Linked DNA regions of Mus musculus: region 2 is linked to region 1. A link is a contact called in public Hi-C data. All regions are on one chromosome and are shown on one strand. The core of a region is the stretch at or near the end of the contact, and the rest is flanking DNA. Distances in the headings are between cores, read along the strand shown.

Region 1 (2,824 bases), core at 250-2,749:
CGGTCATTTTGTTGGGTCAGATGTTTCGATGGAAACCCAAAGGCATTAAAATTTCAAGCACAAAGAGAAAAGATAAGGTGACACATAGATATTGACTATCAGTTTATGAAATGCTTATTGAATGTATTTCCACTTTCTTGACTACTAGACTAGATGTAAAGGAGAAATGGGAAACAGCTTGCTGAGTATACAAAGAAGTGGTCCTTGACTTGGTGCTCAACTGGAAATTAAAAAAGTATATGTGTGTAAGGAAGCATCAAATTTCTATAAGAGAAATACAACTTATTTGTGCAAAGAATGGGCAGGATGGAAAAGGTCAGAAGAGGTGACCTGCTCAGTATTAGTTGTTCACTAAGGACTTCAAGTTGCCCAGCTCAGTGAAGGCATGTCAAGATCCTGTTGATACTTCCCACTCAGTACAGAGATTAAAGATAGTTCAGTCAATTTTGTTCAGTGGAAGGAAGAGAAAAGCAATTCCCAATAATGCTCTCTGTGTGAAGATTAGAAGTTGTCCACAGACTCACATTCAAACGATCAGGGCACTAGGCAGTAAAATATCTTGGATATATTTGGTTCATTCCCAGATTGTTACCACTTGACTAGTTCCAAGTAAATGGTATACGTTCAATAAAAATTAAGTGAATGTTGTCTAAACCATCTGAGAAGTGTGCTACCTGTTGACCATTTCTATGTAACAGTCACGACAGTCTACACAATTACTCTCCCCTTCAAACAAAAACCTACCAAGTGTATGGCATATTCCCTTCAGGAAAAGATGTTGACTGACAGCTTTGCTGTAAGGATGTGGAACAGCTAAAAAACAACTGTTTTTAGTGGAATATGAACGAACTGCTATGAGAGAGTTGATTACAAGTGCTACAGTCCTAGCGCTGAAGATCTTTAAAATCCAGTGGTTTAGAGAAGCTTTCAGCTTGGGCACGTTCAGGAACTTGAGAGTTCCGCTAAGCCGATAGGTCCAGACATCACGTCAAACATTTCTTGAGCATGTCATAGTGCCGGGTGCTTTATTCAGTTCTCACATTTTGGTTGTTTGTAAGAGGCAAAGGCTCTTCTCGTGGTAGATTCGAGTTCTGGACAGAAGAAAAATTCAGATTTGGTAGGTGGTTTTATGGGCCTGTCACTAAGAGAGATTGAGAACCTTTACTAGGAGGTAGATCTTGAGAAAGGTCAGGAAAAGCGTTAAGTCGAAGCCAATCTATAGCAGAGTCAATTACCTGAGAATCACTCAACTAGGAGGTTCTTCTTGTGGCCTAGCCAGCTGAATCTCTGTTAGGAGGAATATCTGTTGAATAGTTTGTTTTGGCTCAGGACAAAAGATAAAGACATGATGTAGTTTTTGAGGATGGTCAGGCCAGTGTATATCAGGTCAATCCACTTCACAGGTCAGGTCTCTCTTCAGATGAGGCTCAGCTGGCCTCCTCTTGGGGGGTCATGTGATGCGCCCGCGGATGCCTGGAGCGCCGCGCGCAGGCCTGGGCGGGCCTAGGTAGAAATCAACTTCCGGTGAGGATGTCCTGGACGCCGGGTGGTGTGTGGGCTGCCCGAACGTGGGTTCCTGGGCCAGCAGTCACCGGGAGGGGGGTGGTTGCGTAGCCGGTGTCCCGGAGCCAGTGTCTGAGAGCCGGGTGTGACGCGCAACAGCGCGGGGAGCACTGCGGTGGGCGCAGGTAATCGGGTGCTCGCCGTCTGGGTCCGGGTCTCGGCCGCGGGTGGGAACGTGACCAAGTTACTGCGAGTCGCGAGGCCGCGGCCGGGCGACTCACGGGACCTGGGTCAGGGAGACACCTCGCTCCCGCCCTCGCCCGCGGGGCCCTGCACTTGGGTAGTCCCGAGTGGAGAGCCATAGTAAGTCCGCTTGTTGTCCGCGCTGTAGTTGCCCCGGCGGAACGGAAGTGTTGACCCTGATGCGGTTCCCGTCGGTGCCGAGCGGCGCACCCCTTCCGGTCTCAGACCTTGGGAAAGCGCGCACTGTGCACTCGGAGTTCTGGAGAGCTGATCGCTGGACACACCCTCAGTGGCGTCTCGGGTTCTCACCCCAGGCGAGCATCGTGCGGAGCGCTTGGCCTCTGTCTGTTACACACCTTTCCCCGCCCCCCCAGGATGCCGCGTCTGCGCGGCTGCCTCCGCAGGAGGGAGCTTTGCACAAGAGTTGTCAGCTGCTCTGACAGCTCTGGGATGGTGAGGCCGCCGTGATCTTGGCCCTCCGCTCTGGGGAAGTGAAGGCTTTGGGCTCAGCTTAGGTCCCTCAGAGGCCGCCCACGAATTCCGACTTATCCCTCCACTGTGCAGACATTGACACGTCTTCGCCCCTAGTTTTAAACTTCCCGGCTCTGTGGAAGGCTATGGAACATGTTTGCATGCTGCGTGGTTGAGGGATTGCCATCTTGTCACAGGGTGGGTCAGCTGTCACCTCAGGATTTAAGACAAAAGCCTGCAGAGTACTCACAGTTTCCTGGGCGACAGAAACCGAGGAGAAGTGCACTTGTAGTCATCTTAGCCACACCTTGTGTTGCTTTTGGGGTTGTTTGAACCTCACCTGTTGGGATAAATGGCTCAGGAAGATGCTAGGTCCGCTGCACCTTGGTGCCACTATGTGGTGTGTTAATGTGTGAAGAATTGCCTGGTGAGAGGTGAGGAAGTTTGGTGTCTCCTAGGATGTCTAGAGATGTTTCAGTGGGCTGGGAACTGTGAACTGGTTGCCTAGCAACACCATACTCCAAATTGGAAAAAAACATAAAACAAAATGAGAAAGTCCAGGATTTTTGAGTTTTTAAGAAAAATATTAATCATCATAATACTTCAC
Region 2 (2,992 bases), core at 159-2,658, 120 kb after region 1:
CTGTCAGATAAGTCAACCATGTTATTATAATGGGTTTCAGATTTATTTTGTCCCTTTGTCTGGGACCTGGCTCTGTGTTTATTTTTCTTGATGTTTTGACTTTGTGTTTGTGCATTAGCAAAACCAGCTCCCTCCCTGTTCTTCCTCAGTCATTAGCCTGGTCAGCTAAGCAGAGGCCCTGAGAGCCTCCATGAGATGTATCCTGTCAGCTCCAGCTGTCTGGCATGTTCTATCTCACTTCATCGCCTCCCCTGGCCCCCAGGAGGGTTGAGGCTAGCCCCACAGGCAACCCTGTGGAGATGAAGCTTTGATGTAACTCTTCTGCTCCCTTGAAGAAACCATGAAGCTCTGTCACCACTGGGCAGGGCTGGGACAGCTCATGTAATGCTCTTTGTTCTTACCTGTTTCAGAGCACCCTTCGCCCTGTCCTGTATTGTCACAGGTGAGACAGAACCCAGTGCCATGAGCACCCACAAAGAGACCAGTGGGGTGGTCCGCCATCTCTCCCCTCAGTGGGGTGGTCCGCCATCTCTCCCCTCAGCAGGTTTTTTGAACAAAGAGCTATTTGTGACCATGTCCAGGGAGCTTTGATGTGCCTGGGTCTGAGCTCACACAGGGAGAGTGTCATAAGTGCCTGTGGCTTCACATGAAGGGTGTTTGTGCTCGTGAGGCTGTTGGCTCTGTGTGTTCATGGGAAGAGGTCACCAAAGCTTCCTTTTCCAACTCTTTCTGGCAGTATCTCATGTAACCATAGTTGGATTTTTTCCCTCACATTCTCAATAATAAGGAAAAAGTAAATTAATAAATAAGAAATAAGATTATTACAGGTATAAAATAACAGCTGTAAGGAAGATAGACATTTAGACAATGGCTTGCAGTGCCTGCTACTGAAGAATAGACTTTCTGGAAGATTCTTCCTGTATTGAAGAATTGTTGTATTGAGCCCAACATTTTATTGTTGTTTTAGAGACACGCTCTTATGCGGAGAGCTGGATAATGGGTTCCTGTCTCACACTCACTGAATAGCTAAGGATAGCCTTGAACCCCTGATCCTCCTACCTCTGCCTCTTGAGTGCTGGGATTCCAGGCACATTTGCCAAAGCTGGCCTTATCCCAAATTTTTTAATAAATTTGTAGGTATCACATTATGAATTAATTGCATTCCCCAGAGAAAACTAGTTGAAGAAAAAAAGCAATGAGTTATTAAAAACTGCCCTAAAATTTTTCCTCGGAGTTTAATTAATTTTTCTAAATGAGTTATGTGGTTAGGCCAGAAGTATAATTTATAAATAGACTTCCTCTTGGTTTATTAGTGATAGGAATCTGAAGTCTTCCCCCTACTTTCTGTTCCCTACCCTGGAGCACTGTAACTGTGCATTTTAGATTTATAACTAATGTCCTTGTTCTCCTTAGGAAAGTCCCTCAAATATGAAGTATTTCTAAAGTTGATGAGACATTGTTATTTTGTACAACAGGGAGAACAGTGGTGCTCTTCATGTCAGGATTATTTGGGTAGTTTTATTCTCCATGATTTTATAGGCTATTCTAGACAAAGCAGCCACTGTAAGGATTTGGAGGAGGAGGAGAAGGAGAGGGATGGCTTCCTGTTGGAAGTAGAAGACTTGTGAGGAGCTGGCTGTGGTTGTCCTGACATGATCAGTGACTGTCATAGCCCTGGACCATCACCTCCAGCGAACAACAGCTATTTTCTGGTCAGTTGCTGCTGTGTCTAACTTGACTTGTAAGGCAGGTGCTGCCATCACTCCAATGTGTGCTCCTTACATGGGTTCCTGTCTCTGTGTGTGGAAGCTAGGGATCAACCATCTTACATCTTGGCTTTGCTCCTCACTCCTCTTCAGGATGGACTGTTTCTCTGGAGTCTGGGTTCCCTGATAGGCCTGGGGTGACTGTGGGGGAACCCCAGAGACACCTGTCTGCTCCCACATGCTGGGATTAAAGCATGCCTCACTATGCTCAGGGTTTCCTTGGGGTCTGCAGATGGAACCTCTGTAAACCTTAACCTTAGATCCTCGCTCGGGCTTACTGAGCCATCCATGACTCCAGCCCTACCCTGCCTGTACCACATGAAGTTACAGAGGTTCCATAGCTCATCCTAGTGGGCATCTGACCTTGTTAGGTTCAGGCTGCCTGTCTCTAGAGGTCTTGAAGTTTCTCACCCCAACCCCAAGACTTCTCCACCTCAAGGTCCTGTCTTAATATAAAGTGTACATTCATCTTAGATGGGAATAGATAACTGCACAAGAAAACCCTTAGCTGAACACTGTCCTTACAGTGCTCTATAATCCCGTTGCTTGTAAAGTAGGTATGGGTGCACAGAGCTGAGCAAGTAGGCAAGTGCGTTGGCATTTGTGAAGTGTTAGCACAGTTGAGAAGGAGCCGTGGTAAACAAGCTGAGTTAAAGTGGTGTTGTGAGATGCGAAGGGAAAGAAAAGCATTACAACTGCATACTTGACAGAGTCACTAGTGGAGAAGTCCGTAGATACAGGAAGGAAGCCAGAGTCGGGGAATTAAAATGCAGGTTATATGGCGCCACTCAGAAATCCTGAGGAGAGAGCTGTGACAGGGGTTAGACAGTGGTTGCCAGGGCTGTGGGAGCTCCTGTCAGGTGATAATTAAACTGAATTGTGGTGGCGGTTACATTTGGCCAGATCTGTCAATCATCACAGCCATTTCCTAGAATATTGTGGTTTTAAGAACAAATTCCTATTACAATAAATTTTTGAGAAAGCATCAAGTTTTGTTAGGATTAAGAGTCTGCTTTGTATTAAGTATGTGATGCCTGTTGATAATCTATAGGTAATCCTAGAGAAGAGGTTATGTAGCTGGAGACACAGGCCTATTACATCGTGCTATCAAGACCCTTTGCACACATAGCTATTAACTGTACTATCACAGGAAAGTGAAATTAATCTTGAGGTCCATCAACAGATGATGGATGGTAGAAATATATGTGACCACAACAGCATTTTAC

What was found. A called contact is a pair of places that touch in the nucleus more often than the background predicts.
Region 2: a contact with region 1 is called in a Hi-C map of bone marrow-derived dendritic cells, with 2.9 times the contacts expected there. The contact joins the enhancer-like site here to the promoter of Ccdc91 in region 1. A contact is called at or near these places in 3 of 39 promoter capture datasets (the 3T3-L1 cell line, 3T3-L1-derived adipocytes and hippocampal neurons), 2 of 484 Hi-C or Micro-C datasets (bone marrow-derived dendritic cells and nephron progenitors) and 3 of 9 other capture datasets (adipose tissue, liver and pancreatic islet).

What each region holds. Positions count from the first base shown.
Region 1 is chr6:147,474,372-147,477,195 of GRCm38.p6, forward strand. Ccdc91 (coiled-coil domain containing 91) reads left to right here and starts at 1,500. Exons shown (of 13, transcript NM_025911.2): 1 at 1,500-1,688. Gm6288 (a long non-coding RNA gene) reads right to left here and starts at 1,448. Exons shown (of 4, transcript XR_869623.3): 1 at 745-1,448.
Region 2 is chr6:147,596,328-147,599,319 of GRCm38.p6, forward strand. All of the region lies in intron 11 of Ccdc91 (coiled-coil domain containing 91), which reads left to right. The region is part of intron 1 of Gm36244 (a long non-coding RNA gene); the gene reads right to left. Among named protein-coding and RNA genes, the nearest start is that of Gm36244, 78 kb to the right of the region's middle. Within about 2 kb of position 1,409, at least 7 of the 459 cell types and tissues checked have an H3K27ac peak or open chromatin away from gene starts, as enhancers often do. A contact at or near this core is called in bone marrow-derived dendritic cells, where this site is marked.